Linked DNA regions of Sus scrofa: regions 1 and 2 are each linked to region 3. Evidence: chromatin contacts called from public HiChIP or PLAC-seq data. All regions are on one chromosome and are shown on one strand. Each heading gives the region's core, a stretch centred on a gene start, on an enhancer-like site or on the middle of the called end of the contact. The rest is flanking DNA. Distances are from core to core; before and after follow the strand shown. Region 1 holds the start of SP2 (transcription factor Sp2). Region 2 holds the start of SOCS7 (suppressor of cytokine signaling 7). Region 3 holds the start of TBKBP1 (TANK-binding kinase 1-binding protein 1).

The links. HiChIP or PLAC-seq counts read pairs in DNA pulled down with a chosen protein or histone mark.
Region 1: a contact with region 3 is called in an H3K27ac HiChIP or PLAC-seq map of alveolar macrophages. The contact joins the promoter of SP2 here to the promoter of TBKBP1 in region 3. A contact is called at or near these places in 1 of 47 Hi-C or Micro-C datasets (epiblast stem cells) and 1 of 2 datasets of contacts at active chromatin or transcription factors (alveolar macrophages).
Region 2: an H3K27ac HiChIP or PLAC-seq map of alveolar macrophages shows a contact between it and region 3. The contact joins the promoter of SOCS7 here to the promoter of TBKBP1 in region 3. A contact is called at or near these places in 1 of 5 promoter capture datasets (fetal skeletal muscle) and 1 of 2 datasets of contacts at active chromatin or transcription factors (alveolar macrophages).

What each region holds. Positions count from the first base shown.
Region 1 is chr12:24,152,069-24,156,938 of Sscrofa11.1, forward strand. It overlaps SP2 (transcription factor Sp2), which reads left to right and starts at 2,019. Exons shown (of 9, transcript XM_021067084.1): 1 at 2,019-2,125; 2 at 3,649-3,761. The coding sequence starts at 3,755.
Region 2 is chr12:23,719,744-23,724,779 of Sscrofa11.1, forward strand. It overlaps SOCS7 (suppressor of cytokine signaling 7), which reads right to left and starts at 3,319. Exons shown (of 10, transcript NM_001201486.1): 1 at 2,518-3,319. The coding sequence starts at 3,302.
Region 3 is chr12:23,950,540-23,955,041 of Sscrofa11.1, forward strand. TBKBP1 (TANK-binding kinase 1-binding protein 1) reads left to right here and starts at 2,427. Exons shown (of 10, transcript XM_021067080.1): 1 at 2,427-2,558; 2 at 4,224-4,502.

The DNA.
Region 1 (4,870 bases), core at 769-3,268, 200 kb after region 3:
AGAAGAGCGATATCTTTTTTTTTTTTTTTTGGTCTTTTTGCCTTTTCTAGGGCCGCTCCTGCGGCATATGGAGGTTCCCAGGCCAGGGGTCTAATCAGAGCTGTAGCTGCTAGCCTTCGCCAGAGCCACAGCAACATGGGATCCGAGCCACATCTGCAACCTACACCACAGCTCACAGCAACGCCAGATCCTTAATCCACTGAGCAAGGCCAGGGATCGAACCCGCAATCTCATGGTACCTAGTCGGATTCGTTAGCCACTGAGCCACGACAGGAACTCCAAGAGTGGTATCTTTTGAAGTCTGGTTTTGTCAAAGGTTAAGTCTGAGAGGGGTGGACTGGAAGAGACTATTAACGTTTATTCAACAATTACAATGTTTGGGGCATTCTGTGCTGTATTTTATCACACGAGTCCTTTAGGAGGGTGGTCTTCAAACCACCAGTCTTGATCAAGAAAAGGAAGGGAGGGAGAGAGGGAGGAAGGAAGGAAGAGGAGGGAGGGAGGGAATAAAGAATAAAATACAACAGGGAGTTCCCATTGTGGCACAGCAGAAACAAATCCGACTAGTATCCATGAGGATTCGGGTTCGATCCCTGGCCTTGCTCAGTGGGTTAAGGATCCGGCATTGCTGTGAGTTGTGGTGTAGGTCACAGATGTGGTTCGGATCTGGTGTTGCTGTGGCCGTGGTGTAGGCTGGCAGCTGCAGCTCCAATTTGACCCCTAGCCATGGAATGTCCATATACCACAGGTGTGGCCCTAAAAAACAAAAAACAAACAAACAAAAAAAATAAGAGGACAGGCTAGAAAACATCAGTGCATCACAAGTAGAAAGGGTAAGTATTGTGTCTGAAAACTTTTATCATACTCTCACAGGAGTTATAAGTGTAATAGGTCATAATGCAAATGTATTTCTCACTGTGGGGCTATGATTTTAAAAAACGAGAAGAAAAGTAAAGAAAAAAAGCCATTGCTCTAAGGTGTGGTTGCAATTAGCCTCTTTTTTCCATAAGGTGCAGGGAGTTTCGGTACCCTGCCTCTCTGCAAGTGGACTGTGTAAAACTTCAAATACAGGCTGGTCTGAAACCAGAATGGATTTCTTCTTACTAATGAATGCCTTCCCAAGTTCGCATCCATAGGAAAGAGAAACCTACCCACGTAGCTCCTGCCAAGTGCTGTACTCACAGCACCTCATTTAAGGAGGTGAGTCGGGCACGGACCAATTCTGTCCACCGGAGGCGCTGGTTAGAATGCATATTCCAGGTTTGCCCCGGACACATGAGGCGGCCCCGGGAATCTACTTTTTGGAGAGCTTCGGGTGATTCTGTGCCCAAATCAAGGAGTCGATGCAATAAATAACCATGTGAGGATTAAGAGGGATTTCAACTGAGACGATGAAAATAATCCCCTCACTTCAGAAGAGTCACACAGCCCCAACTCTCGCTATTGTGTCCGACTCCAACGCCTCGCTGTACAAAGTCACCTCGGGGCTCATTCCCCTCTCCAGAAGCGATGAAGGGTGAGGGACTAAATGAGACTGGTGGTTTTCCACTCACCAGGCAGTAGTTGAGTGGCCGAAGCGCAGGAACCCTCGCCAGGCCAGGGCAACACTCGATTAAGGTGCAAAGTAGATGCTATTTATAGGGCATTTTTCGGCCTCACCCTGAGGACTTCTGATTGGCTTTAGGGCAGATCTGTCAGTCATCTTCTGGGTTAGAGGTGGGTGGAAGGTCAACCACTACCAATACAAAACCACTCCTCAGCTAAGCCCCGCCTTATCCAGCTTCCTGTTGCTGTCCATCAACCACCTCGTGGGCGGGACTTTGCCTCCCGCCAGTTGGCTGGCGGACATGTCGTTCATTCTACAGTAGGCTTCCGGTTGGTGCCCTCTACGGTCCATCAGTGACATTTCACAGGTTTATTGGCCAAACCAACGTCGCTCTAGATACATCTCTTTGATTGGTTAGTACTGCTGTCGGTCCCCAATGTACCGAACTCTAATTGGTGAACGCTGCCGTCGCTCGGGCGGTGGCGGGCTCCGGGATTGGTGGGTGCTAGGCGGGCGGTGTCAGGCTCTCGGTGGCGGCGGAGGCGGCGGAGGCCAGGGAGGAAGATGTCGTAATGAGCGGTGGGTCCTGGCCGCTGCCGGCGGGGTCTTTCCGGCTCTCAAGGGTCGGGAAGACGGGCAGAGGCCGCAGGGAGGGGGAGCCGGGGCTGAGGGTTCCCCCCTGGGGCCGGGCCTGGCGCCGGGGCCCGGCTCCGGGAGGGGCGGGGAGGGAGGATTCCCGCCCGGAGGAGGAGCGGGGCTGGCCAGCCGGGCGGAGGCACCCGGAAGGGGGTGTTCGACTCCCCGCCCCCTCGGAGCCCGCTGGGCGGGAGGGCGGCGCTTCCGGGGGCTGGCGAGAGGAGCGGGCACCCGGGGCCGGCCTGGCACCCCCCTCGGCCTGGCCGACCCGCTTGAGCGCTGCCAGGCCCGGAGACGTTGCCTGGGTCGGCTTCGAGGAGGCGGTCGACGCCCTGTGCGCTTGCCCTGTGTTCGGGGACCCTTTTGCATTCTCACTCTATTTGCCCACCAGTGATTCAGGATTCTCCCGAGAGCAGAGAGGGGCGGGGGAATGCTTGAAATTCCGAGGGCGCCAACCACATGGGCACTGCTGGGCTTGGAAGCCAACCGAGTTACTGATGTATCCCAGTCGAGAGATGGTGTCAGGACATGAGGGCACTCCCTAGGTAGATGACCTCTCTGCTTAGACTGCGGGGTGGGCAGAAACCTTTTAATATTTCACTTGCATCCTTGAGCCTCCAGCTAGATATCTGCCAGCTCTTAGCAAAATTGTGGGACGTTTAAGAACTTGTTAACAGAACTTCCAGCCTGTACCAGGCATCCCGTTGGGGGGGCGGGGGGAGGGAGCACTGCTGAATCCCAAAGGCCAGGAACAAACCGAAGGAATGACAGAAGCAATAAAATGGATGCTTAACTTTCTTCCTCCACCCCCTCTCCATCCCCGTTGCTGACTTATGGTTCTCAGCCTCCTACCCATGCTTTCTTGGCTTATGTTCCCGGTGGCTTTCTAATTTTAGATGAAAAGGAACTGTGTCTTCTCCTCTGGGCAGTTGAGAAACCTGTCCTCAGTGCATTCTTTGGTTTTGATTCCAATATACTGTTGTGTTTGTTTCTTAATTAACCTGATCCGAAGGGACTCAGTCTGGCTTTTCTCAGTGCACATTCTCCTAAGTTTGTTTCTTCTTCTGAGGCTACTTCTTGGTCACTTAATCGTTTTCTTAGAGAAAGGGAGGGAGGAGCCAGGAGATCTGCTTTAAGCAATGAATTGGCCCATGCGGGCCCCCATTACATGGGTTTCCTTGGAAATAGAAGGTACATTGGCATGCACTGTCTAAAACTTGTATGCTGTACCCCAGAAGGCATTAAGTATCACAGTGGAGGGCTAAGTGTTGAATTGGCATTTTAGATTAAAATTTTTAGGATTGGAAAGTTTAGGGTGTTGGCCAGCTCACAGAGGCTTTGAATGGAATGATGGTGGAGTCTACACCATAGGAGTAACTTTGATTTGATAACACAAACCTGTTGTCTGCAATAATAAATATAACTGCAGTGTCTTGTTTTGTTTTAAATTCTTGTGTGCTATGAAGGGCGCGAATCTGTCAGACAACCTATCCATTGGGCTGATGATGTCAGTGTTCCAGTGGCTTCTAACAGGCATTAATACCTGTTGGAAATGGATTCTCATTGGCTGGGATGATTGGTAAGTTGTCTATTTCTAGTTCTTCCACTTGGTTGTACAGAGGCTTAACCTCTTTGTTTAAAAGAAGCAACAATGAGAGAGAGAAGGGGAAAAAAAGTCGGTCTGACATAATTATGAACCCCCTGAGCTAGGCTGCTAAAGACACAGTCTCTTTACCAAGGAGACCCAAGTAGAATTATTTAATAATTGGAGCGTCGCCTGACGGCTCAGCAGGGAGAACTGACTCCAGGAGGAAGAGTGTGGCCTCACTGTTGACAGCACATAGACTGGCAGGCTCTTTTCTCAGATTCTGTTAAGTTTGGGCCTCAGGAACCTGTCAGAGGAGAGAAGAAGCTTTGAAAAGATTTGGCAGATGTTAAAGGAGCCTCGTGGCGTAACAGTAGAGAGGGCAGTTCATTTCGATATCTTGGCCTTGAACTTCCTGGTTCTTTTCTTGATGAATAGCAGCCTTTTGGAGAAGTTGCATCGTTTCTTGTCATCTAAATAGTTCCTTTGCTGTAATAGGTATGTCATCATTCCCAAACTTGCTTTATGCAAGTATTGCCCAACCAGGACCTTTTGAAGACATTTAAGCTTCTTACAGCTGACCAGTAGACCCCGCTATTGGCTTGGATTTAGCAATCTTCTCAACCATGCTCACACCCATTTCTATGATGGAAAAGTAGCATGTTCTTTTTTCTTTTCTTTTCTTTTCTTTTTTTTTTTTTTTTTTTTTTTTGCTTTTTAGAGCTGCATCCACGGCATATGGAGGTTCCCAGGCTAGGAGTCCGGTTAGAGCAGTAGCTGCCAGGCCACAGCCACAGCCACAGCAACTCGGGATCCGAGCTGCGTTTGTGACCTACACCACAGCTCACGGCAACACCAGATCCTCAACCTACTGAGCGAGGCCAGGGATCCAACCTGCAACCTCATAGTTCCTAGTCGGATTCATTTCCGCTGCACTGTGGCCGGAACTCCTGTAACATTTTGTTTTTGTTTTTGTCTTTTTGCCTTTCCTAGGGCTGTACCCACGGCACATGGAGGTTCCCAGGCTAGGGGCCAAATCAGAGCTTGTAGCCGCTGGCCTACGCCAGAGCCACAGCAACTTGGGATCCAAGCCGCATTTGCGG
Region 2 (5,036 bases), core at 2,069-4,568, 230 kb before region 3:
ACTTAAGACTCAGTACATCCAGGAAGGTCAACTTAGCATCTGAAAGGAAATAAAGTCTTGCTTCAAGTTAAAACATAGAAACTGTTTAGCTTTAAAATGATTCGAAGAGGTACTTTCTAGTGACAGCGATGGGGAGAGGTAGATACTGAGAAGAGCAAAGAGAATCATGCCCAGAGGTTATTGTAAAAGCCCCGAATTACACAGCAAAGATGCAGAGATTCATAATTAACTCCAGCCAACAATAAGAAGGCAGACACATACCTTCTAGCAAAAGACTGACATTTCTCATGGCTTTCAGGTCCTACCAATCAAAACAAGAGAACAAGCAAAAAATCCAAACTTATCCTTCCTTCCAACAGGGCGGATTTATGAAGGAGGTGCAGAGCCATAGAAATCACAACTACCCTGGCCAGACTTACCAAGTTTCTCACAGTGCGAGGCTGCCAGCAAGACTGGCACATAGTAAGCTGCGGAAAAGCTAACAAGCAAATCTAACAGCACCAAGTCCTAAGCATTTTTTTTTAAATCACCAGTTCCATCATAATGCTTTTCCTCCAAAAGCACAAAATATTCCCTCTCAGTTTCTCTTGTCTTCACTCTATTTCTATAAGGACAGGAACAAGACAGGAATCACTCCCATTTTACAGACTGAAAAAGGGGGGGGCATGAAGACGGCAAAATTGGCCTGCATCCCACAGCTGCCATTGGATTCCTAAATGGAATCGAGATGGTCACATTCTCTGTGCAACATGCTGCCTCCTAACAGCAGTCAACCAAACGTTCATACAGGAAGACCTAGCTCTTTTCCAATTCATCAGAAGAGCTCTTGGACCAAGAAATGTAATTCTCCAGTGCCCTGCACTAAGCTTCTTTGCAGAGCCACAGCCCAATGTGCTCTGCAGTAGAAATCTGTATTGTGCTTACTGTGAGGCTTGGTGACAAGAGAAGCCAATGACCATTAAATTCTGCTTCCAAAGGCAAAAACCCGTATGATGTTATATGTCTTTTCCTCTTCCTAATCTATTAGACGTAGCAGCTAATTTCACGCCACACCTCATATTTGGTGTCTCTGGAATCTTAGACCAAGTCCTGGTCAATATGGAACAAAGGCAAGACAAACCACAGGAAAATTAGCAATCTATCCTGTCGTTACCCACAGCTTCCATCCTGCCCTCCCCTCCGCACCCCCCAGCTGATGAAAATTTCATCTAAACTGGTTAAGTGGGGCATCAAATGCAGAGTCTCCCACAAAAAAAGCTGTTTCAGCAGCCACACACTTTTTCAGACCCGAGCGCCCAGCATGAGCTCACTGCCAGGCAGATGCGGAAACATACGTCTACCTGAACGGGCAACAGACATCTGCCTACTGATTTCTTTCTGGAGTTTAGGTTTGGTCTGAACCCAGGATGAGCCCCTGGCACAGCTGTTCAGAGACGGCAACAAAATCAAACTGATCCCACACTTTCCTCTGGGAGTACAAGTTCTCGTGAAAAGAGAAGTCCATGGATGAGTGATTCCAGTCCAGATCATACCTCAGAACCAACTGGGGAGTTTTTTAAAAATTGGAATTCTGGGGCCCTCTGATCTTTTCCCAGAGCATTCCACGTGATACTGGGGCACAGTAAAGTTCTGTTTATTTGTCTGTTTTTTCAGCCTTGGGTTGTGACTGTCAGGATGTCTCACGAACCCATCACAGGAGCTGCACCAAAACCAGTTCCAATCTTTCTAAGAACCCACTCAGCAGTGCACACCACAAGGGCAATACAAACAACCTACAGATCTAACACTGGATTCAACCCTTCAGAAATGCAGGAAAAAACTCCACGTCTAAGTTTGGAATCTTCATCAACTGGCCTAGAACTCATGTATCAATGCCTATAGCTCATACTTAGAATTCTCATATGGGCTTGAGAAAAGCAATTTTTTCTCCCAGTGGTCAGCACACAGGCTGGGATACCAAGCACACCTAAGCGACCAACCAAGAAAACATTAAAACTGTGAATAGAGCTGCCCAACTGACTGCTGCAGGCCTATAACCTCACAAGTCTGTCCTATCATCTCTACACATGAGTGTGAAGGGAGTGGGGTGCTGGTACACAGAAGAATCAGCAAGGGAGTCAAAACGCAACATCAACTTTTTTGCCCCAGAGGGCCCACATTTCCAGCAAGCTCTCTGCCAGGGGTTAGGATAGATAAGATACCTTGTAAAAACTTTAAAAGCTGGGCCAGGGTAGGCGTGTGGGGAATGATTTCAAATTATCTCCTGATTAGAGAAATTCTAACCAGCTGAGAAGTCTCACCTGGGAGTGAATTCTCAGAGTGAATGCTGCTCCCACAATGGGCGCTGACCTAATGAGCAATGTCACCACCTTTAGCCCGCAGTCTCTGCCTCCTTATGAAGACCATTGCCTAAGCACTGTCAGGATCGTGTTAGCAGTACAATAAAAGGGAAAATGAAAGAAGAAGGGGGAAGTTTATCAGGCAGCCCGCCCGCCCGCCCGCCCCAGCCGGTCTCACCTCCCGGTGTCCAGCTCCCGGCCCGCAGAGCCTCCCATGTCTGTCAGGCTCCCAGCTGAAGCAGCCAGCTCTCCAGAAGGCCTCTTGCCGGCCCCATCCCCACCGCCGGAGCCACCGTTGCAGCTCTTCGTGCGAAAGAGGCGACTGAGGCGAATTTTGAGGGAGCCCTTCCGAGAAGGGCCCGCGAGCGGCCGGAGGGGCCCAGGAGGAGGTGGGGGCGGGGGAGGTTGCTGCTGCTGTTGCTGCTGCTCCCCTCTACTCAGGCGCCCTGGAAGGACCAAGTCCTGCATTGGGAAGGGCACCGGGGGTAATTCAGGGCCAGGGGGCTGCAGCAGAAGCCGGCCGCCCCCTCCTCCTCCGCGGCCCGGGCTGCTGAGCTCCTCTTCCGAGCAGCTGTTAGTCTCCAGGCTCTCGGCCTCCGACTCCAAGCCCTCTAGGACCAGCAGCGCGTCGCTGGTTTCCGTGGGGTCCTCCCCGGCCTGCGGGGCGGCAGCAGGCGGCTGGGGCTGCGGAGGGGGCGGCTGCGGGGGGCACGGACATGGGCAGCAACCCCCGCTGACCGTCTTGACTCCCGGCCCCGCCGACTGCCCGAGCCCCAGGGCCGCCAACTGCGCCTCTAGTCCAGCTGCCGGACCCCAGGTCCGCTCGAGCGCCAACCCCGGAGGCAGGGCCTTGGGGTCCAGAGCACAGCGGTGCCGGGGACACAGCAGTTCTGAGGGTCCCGGATCCGGGGCCGCCTCCGCGTCCTCCTCCTCCGGCGGCCGACCCACGTTGCGGAACACCATCAGCTGCGGCGGCCTGGAGCCCCGCGGGCCGGGCCGCGCGAGGAAGGGTGGCGGCGCGGGGCCATGGCCCGGGGGCGGCGGCGGCGGGCCTGGCTCGGGGGCCGCCTCTCCATAGCCGAGCAGGCGGCTCAGGACGCGGTACGAAGCGGCCGCCGCCGCCGCCTCGCCATCCCGGAGTTCGGCCCCCTGCATCGGGGAGAGGGAGGGAGGGCGGGCGGCTGGGAGCCGGGCTGGGGTGGGGACTAGGCCGGGCCCCGCCGGAGCCCCGCCCGCCGCGGCCCCCGGAGCGACAGCGCTAACGGCCACCGCGGCCTCTGCCTCATACAGGGGGCGGGGGGCGCGCGGAGCCCAGCGCGAGCCCAGGCCGCGCGCCGCCGCCGCCGAGCCCCGCCCCTGGTGGCGTCACTTCCTGGCGTGATAGCCACGCCCCTTTCCCCAGAGCTTGCTCGCGCAGGCCTCTACGGAGCGTGACGTTGCGCGCGGCCTGGGCTGCGATTGGCAATGGGCTTCTTCTCGCCTAGCAGTTAGCCCCCTACTGCGACCCCGGTTTTTCACTTCCCAGGTGCTCAGGCCGAGCCCCCCCCCAACCCGCGGGTAAGGTGGGGTGGCCCTGGGAAGCCTAAGCTAGTCCTGGAAGAGAGCCGCTGACCCTGGGAGGACAGTACCCCTGGCTCCGGTCCCTCCTGTGCCGCTTGCGATGTGCGACTGTGGCCACGTCGTTTGTTCATTGATTAACTGTATTTTCCCCCCTCCCTTGGCATCTAGTGAGTATTTATGAAATGACACATGAATAACATGTTCTAGACCAGGACATGTGCTGATAAGTGTTGAACAGCTGATTGTCAAGAGAAAACGGGAATGTATGCATATATATATACACACACACAAATTTATCATAAATTGTGCTGATGTAAAGGATGTGAAGCACAGAATTTACAAATAATAATGTACAACTGCAAATTCCTTATAACCAATTGATTCTCACAGAATGCTTTCATTGATTTTTGCCAGACTCCTGTATGGGTGGCCAACCTGTCGTTTCAGTTGACTGGAGAATACAATTGTGACATAGATGTTAGTTGATGTTCTCTGCATCAGTGTAAGAGGGAAGTGAAAAAACAAAGACTTCTTAACTGTCCATTATGGAAGCGACTTCTTTGCTGAATTGGAAAATTGTTTTCAAATACTGAAAGAATATTTCCTGAGTTTCTGTGCCATACACAATGTAATGGCTGCAGATATAACACGTTCATGTAAAATCTTAAATATTGGAGTTCCCACTGTGGTGCAGTGCGGCACAGGGGTAAATGATCCAGCTTGTCTCTGTGAAGGCGTCTGTTGCATCCCCAACCCTGCGCAGTGAGTTAAGGATCCGGCATTGCTGCAGAGGCATAGGTCAAAGCTCTAGCTGGAATTCAGTCCCTGGCCCAGGAACTTCCATATGCTGGGGGTGTGACCAAAAAAGAAAAAAAACCTTAAGTATTAACATTTTCTCCATCACTTTCTTAAATTTAGATAATTAACAAAACAAATCAAGTCCCAGTTTGTAGCATTTGCAGATTTTCATGGTGCAAAGACTTCCAATGCAAGGCTCATTTCAATTGACCATCATGACTTTACTGAACACAGAGTGTACTTTTTTTTTTTTTTTTTTTTTTGGCTTTTTAGGGCCGCACCAACAACATATGGAGGTTCCCAGGCTAGGGGTCAAATTGGAGCTGTAGTTGCTAGCCT
Region 3 (4,502 bases), core at 1,177-3,676:
AGTTCTTGCGGTACACAGTGGGTTAAGACTCACTGTAGCGGCTTGGGCCAGTGCTGAGGCGAGGGTTTGATCCCCAGCCAGGTACAGTGGGTTAAAGGATCTGGTGTCGGTCATATCTGTGGCTCAAATTCAGCCCCTGGCCCGGGAACTTCCATATGCCATGGGTGTGGCCATTAAAAAAAATAATATAGGAGTTCCCGTCGTGGCGCAGTGGTTAACGAATCCGACTAGGAACCATGAGGTTGCGGGTTCGGTCCCTGCCCTTGCTCAGTGGGTTAAGGATCCGGCGTTGCCGTGAGCTGTGGTGTAGGTTGCAGACGCGGCTCGGATCCCGCGTTGCTGTGGCTCCGGCGTAGGCTGGTGGCTACAGCTCCGATTCAACCCCTAGCCTGGGAACCTCCATATGCCGCGGGAGCGGCCCAAGAAATAGCAACAACAACAACAAAAAAGACAAAAAAAAAAATATATATATATATATATATACATACATATATATATACATACATATATATATATATATATATATATATATATATATACACATATATATGACAGAACCAGAAAGAGAATGCAATGAGATCAGATCTAGATTTGGGGGAGATATTTAGGGGGCACCTGAACCAGGCATAGCCTCTGTTGGGGTTTTGCCACCAACTGCCTATACTCCAGGATAAGTCATTGGGCCTTGCCTGGTGACTCAGGCCTGTACCCCTGAGCAGCCCAGCAGCATTAGAGGCTGACAACTCATCCCACAGCGTATGTGGTCAGACAGTACCTGGACCCAGTACCCTTTCCAGGGAGGGAAAGCTTGCCAGCAGTTTCAGGTCCAGTTGGTGGCCAAGTCCACACTTATTGAGGCCCCAGAGATAACCCCACACCTTTAAGCCCAGCCTCCAATCTTTTGCCTGGTCTTCTAAGAGTTCTGGAAGAGAACCTGTGCAGCCTTAAGGGAGATGACACCTGCCTAGCCCTCAGGATTAGTGGGGTGACAGGTGACCCAGCCAGCTAGCCTTCCTATCTAGAGGCAGGTTGTCTCGCACGGTTCAGAGAAAGCTGGCATTCTGGACTGTAAAAGGGAGCAGGAGTTAGCAGGAGAGACTAGAAGGGAACCCAGAAGGAGGAGGAGGAAGGGAGCCAAGGAGAATCCCTTTCTTTGAAGAGAAAGAGTACACAGCCCCTGCTGACTCTCCTGGGTGGCAGAGCTCACCTTTCAGTCCAGTCTTCTCCCTGTAGTGGGGCAAGATGGCAGCAGCTGCTGCTCTCAAAGCTCAAAGCAACTAAGAAACCTTTTCTCTTGACCCCTCCAGATGCACCACCCCCCTCCCCAGGATCCAAAAAAGTAGGCTCAGGTTCCCAGCAGCCTGTACCATCTGTCCAGATGGGAGGCTTCGAGCTAAATGCTGAGCCCCCTGCTTAGCCCATACACACCCTGCTTCCAGGGTTGGCTGGTCAGGGGTTAGCCAGAGTCCTCTGATCATTCCCTAACTGCAACCAGGCTGACCATACTTCTGCCCACATTTTTTTTAATCCATCAGAGGATACAGAGGATAACCACTAACACCCCCTAAGGATTCATGGAGCACCTTTATTTCTGATCCCCTTTTCTCTCCCATAGTTGTCCAGGTCAGGAATTATCTCCAATTTAATTCAGAGAGGTTAGGTAACTTGCCCAAGGTCACACAGTGGGAAAGTGGCAAAAACTTGTGACTCCTGCCCAGCAGTTTGGCAGGTGCTCAAATAATCTTTGTGGAAAGGGTGAAATCTGTTGTTTGTTCATTTCGCTGGCCTGTGGGTGCTTCTGTGTGTTGGGGGAGGGGACTGTGTGTGCGACAGAGGAAAGCTGTCCCCCTTCCTAAATGAACCTTAATCCACTTAGTTCATTCTCACTTCCGAAGAAGTTACTGATTTAACTCCAATCACTCCGACTGGACCCTATGGCCAGTGTATTTATTATCAGAGCAATGCCCCCTCCCCCAAGAGCAATGAAGAATCAGTCTAATATTTTTCTTCTCAAAAGAGCAAAGACCAAAACAATCCAAATAAAGAGCCTCCCTTTCCCCCAAAATATACAGCCCCAAAGCAAATCCCAAAGCATCACCTGAGCCCCTGCGCGGTCCACGGACACCCCCACACACTCCGCCACGCCACACTGCGATGGGAGGCGTCGGGGAGGGGGCGCGGAGCGCGGGCCGCTCGGCAGGGAGCCGGTGGGCGCCGGGCGCGCTGCCAGGCCAAACCGCACCGCGGGGGCCGGCCGCCCCTTGCCACGTGGTGGTGGCCGCGGCGGGGTCGGGGGCGCCTTCCCAGCCGGAGAAACCCGGAGCAGCCGGGGAGGAGGAGGAGGCGGCGGCGGCGGCGGCGGCGGCGGCGGAGGAGGAGCGGGGCGGGAGCGAGGGAGGGGGGTTGGGGGGAGGGGTGGGGGGTGGGGAGAGACCCGGCGGCGGCGACAGGGCGAGAGCAGAGCGCGGTGCCAGGGGGGTGGGGGCACCGGTGCCCGTCTGGGGAGGGAGCAGGCGGAGGGGGTAAGCTGCGATTACCAGCAGGAACCAGCAGCAGCTGTAAGTCCCGGCAGGGCAGGGCGGGGGGGAGGGGAGCGGTGCCCAGGGCCGGCCCCGGGGGTCGCGGGGTGGGCAGGAGGAGGGGGCGGGAGGTTGGCCTGCAGTTGGCTCAGGGTGGCAGGGAGGGGAAGGGTCCGGCGTCGGCCGCCCGCAATCCCCCTTTCCCCCCTCTCCGCCGCTCCTCAGGCCGCGCCGCCTCTGGAGCCCCTTCCCCGGCGCGGGGACAGCGGACCGGGGGGCCCGGGGCGAGGCCGGCAGCGGTGGGGGAGGGGGCTGCCTGGTCTCGGCCCCCGAGAGGGGAGGGGCGACAATTTCTGTCCGCCGAGCTAAAGGGGTTTAAAGGGCGGCTCTTAAAGGGGCCGCAGAAGGGGTCCGGGGGCCCCGAGGAGGCACCCCCCTCCCCACCCGCCTGCCGTCGCTCTGGCGCGGGGCCGCTGGGCAGAGGCGAGAATGCGGAGGAAGCAAACGCGGGTCGGGGCAGCCCTGGGGGCAGAACCCCTGCTAGTGGGATTGGGCCCAAGGTGGCGGGCCGCGGGGGTCCGGGGGTGTGGTGAGCGCTGGCGAGCGGAGTTGGGGGAGAGAGGATGGGCCTGGGGAGGAGAGGGTTAAAGGTGGGGCCAGCCCCACAAACACGCGCACACACTCCTCGCTCAGACCCGGTCACAGGCGTTCCCCTGGCACTTCATGAGGGGCGGTGTTGGAGCCTGGGCCTGAACCCTCCCCATCCCAGGCTCCTGCTGCCAGGCTTTGGGGGTCGCAGACCCCACGGCCTCAACTCACACCTCGGGAGCCCCCTCTCCTAACTCGCACACACGCTCCGGCGCGCGCGCACACACCTCGGACATTCCCATAGTGCCTCACGTGACACACGGCCCCGAACGTGCCCACCCTTCACACACGCTCACGCACGCGTGCACACACTCGCACACACAAACACTCACGGCCTCCTGGCCACTTCCCCACTCCATCCGACCCCCACCCGAAGCCCCGCTAAGGCACTCATTGACTGTGACACACCTACACTCATTCACAGACGCACACACTCCCCCCACACATGCCAACCACAGACACACATTCATAAACAGGGCCAGAAGAAGTACACACGCACCCCCTCGCCTACTCTTTCGGGAGCCCTGAGTCATTCCTGCCCCCTCCCAGGGCTCCCCATTTCCCTCTGTGCAGGCACACAGGCCAGGCTTAGGAATTTTTTGTCATTCCTCTTCACCTGTGCCAGGCCCTCTCCCAGAACCCCCTTCCCCACTGGGTTCCCTCAGACACCCCTCGGACACGACACTCAAGCCGAGGCCTTCCTGTGGGTCCCAAGTCAAGGGTGAGGAGGGCCTGGAGGGTTGCCACATACACCACCACCCTGCTTCATGCGAGTGGGGGAGGCACTTCCTTTTCCTGAACTCTGGGATCCTACCGGAGGAAGCTGGGAACTTGGGCGGGGGCCCAGCAGAGGATGTGCTGGTGGGACTGACCCTCCCAGAAGCGCTGGGCCTTCCTTAGGGAGGAGCCAGGGTTGCCAGAGGCCTGACATGAGGAGCTTGGCAGAGAGGTATTTGGGGAAGTGCGGCCTGGGGTGGAGAAGGGGCTGAGGAGTGAGTCTAAGCGGGCCCCAGCTGGGCCCCCTGTGCTGGGAAGGCAACCCTCTCCCGTCCACAGGTCTCCCGCGGTTCCGGAAGGAGCCCTTCCCTGCTCCTGGCCTTGTTTGTCTCTGCTTGTCACTCACCCACTCCTGGTCCCAGCCTCTTCCCCTAAAGGCGACAGAGAAGATGAGGCTTAGCAGCCTGGGAGGGGGCTTTGAGACCCAGGGGCAGGAGCAGGCTGCATCTCAGCTGGCCACAGGGCTCCTCGGGCCAGGACAAGGGCTGTCAGGGACAACCTCTGGGCCACCCTCTCCACCGTTGCTCCTGCTCTCCCAGGAGGCCCAGGGTGGGCTGC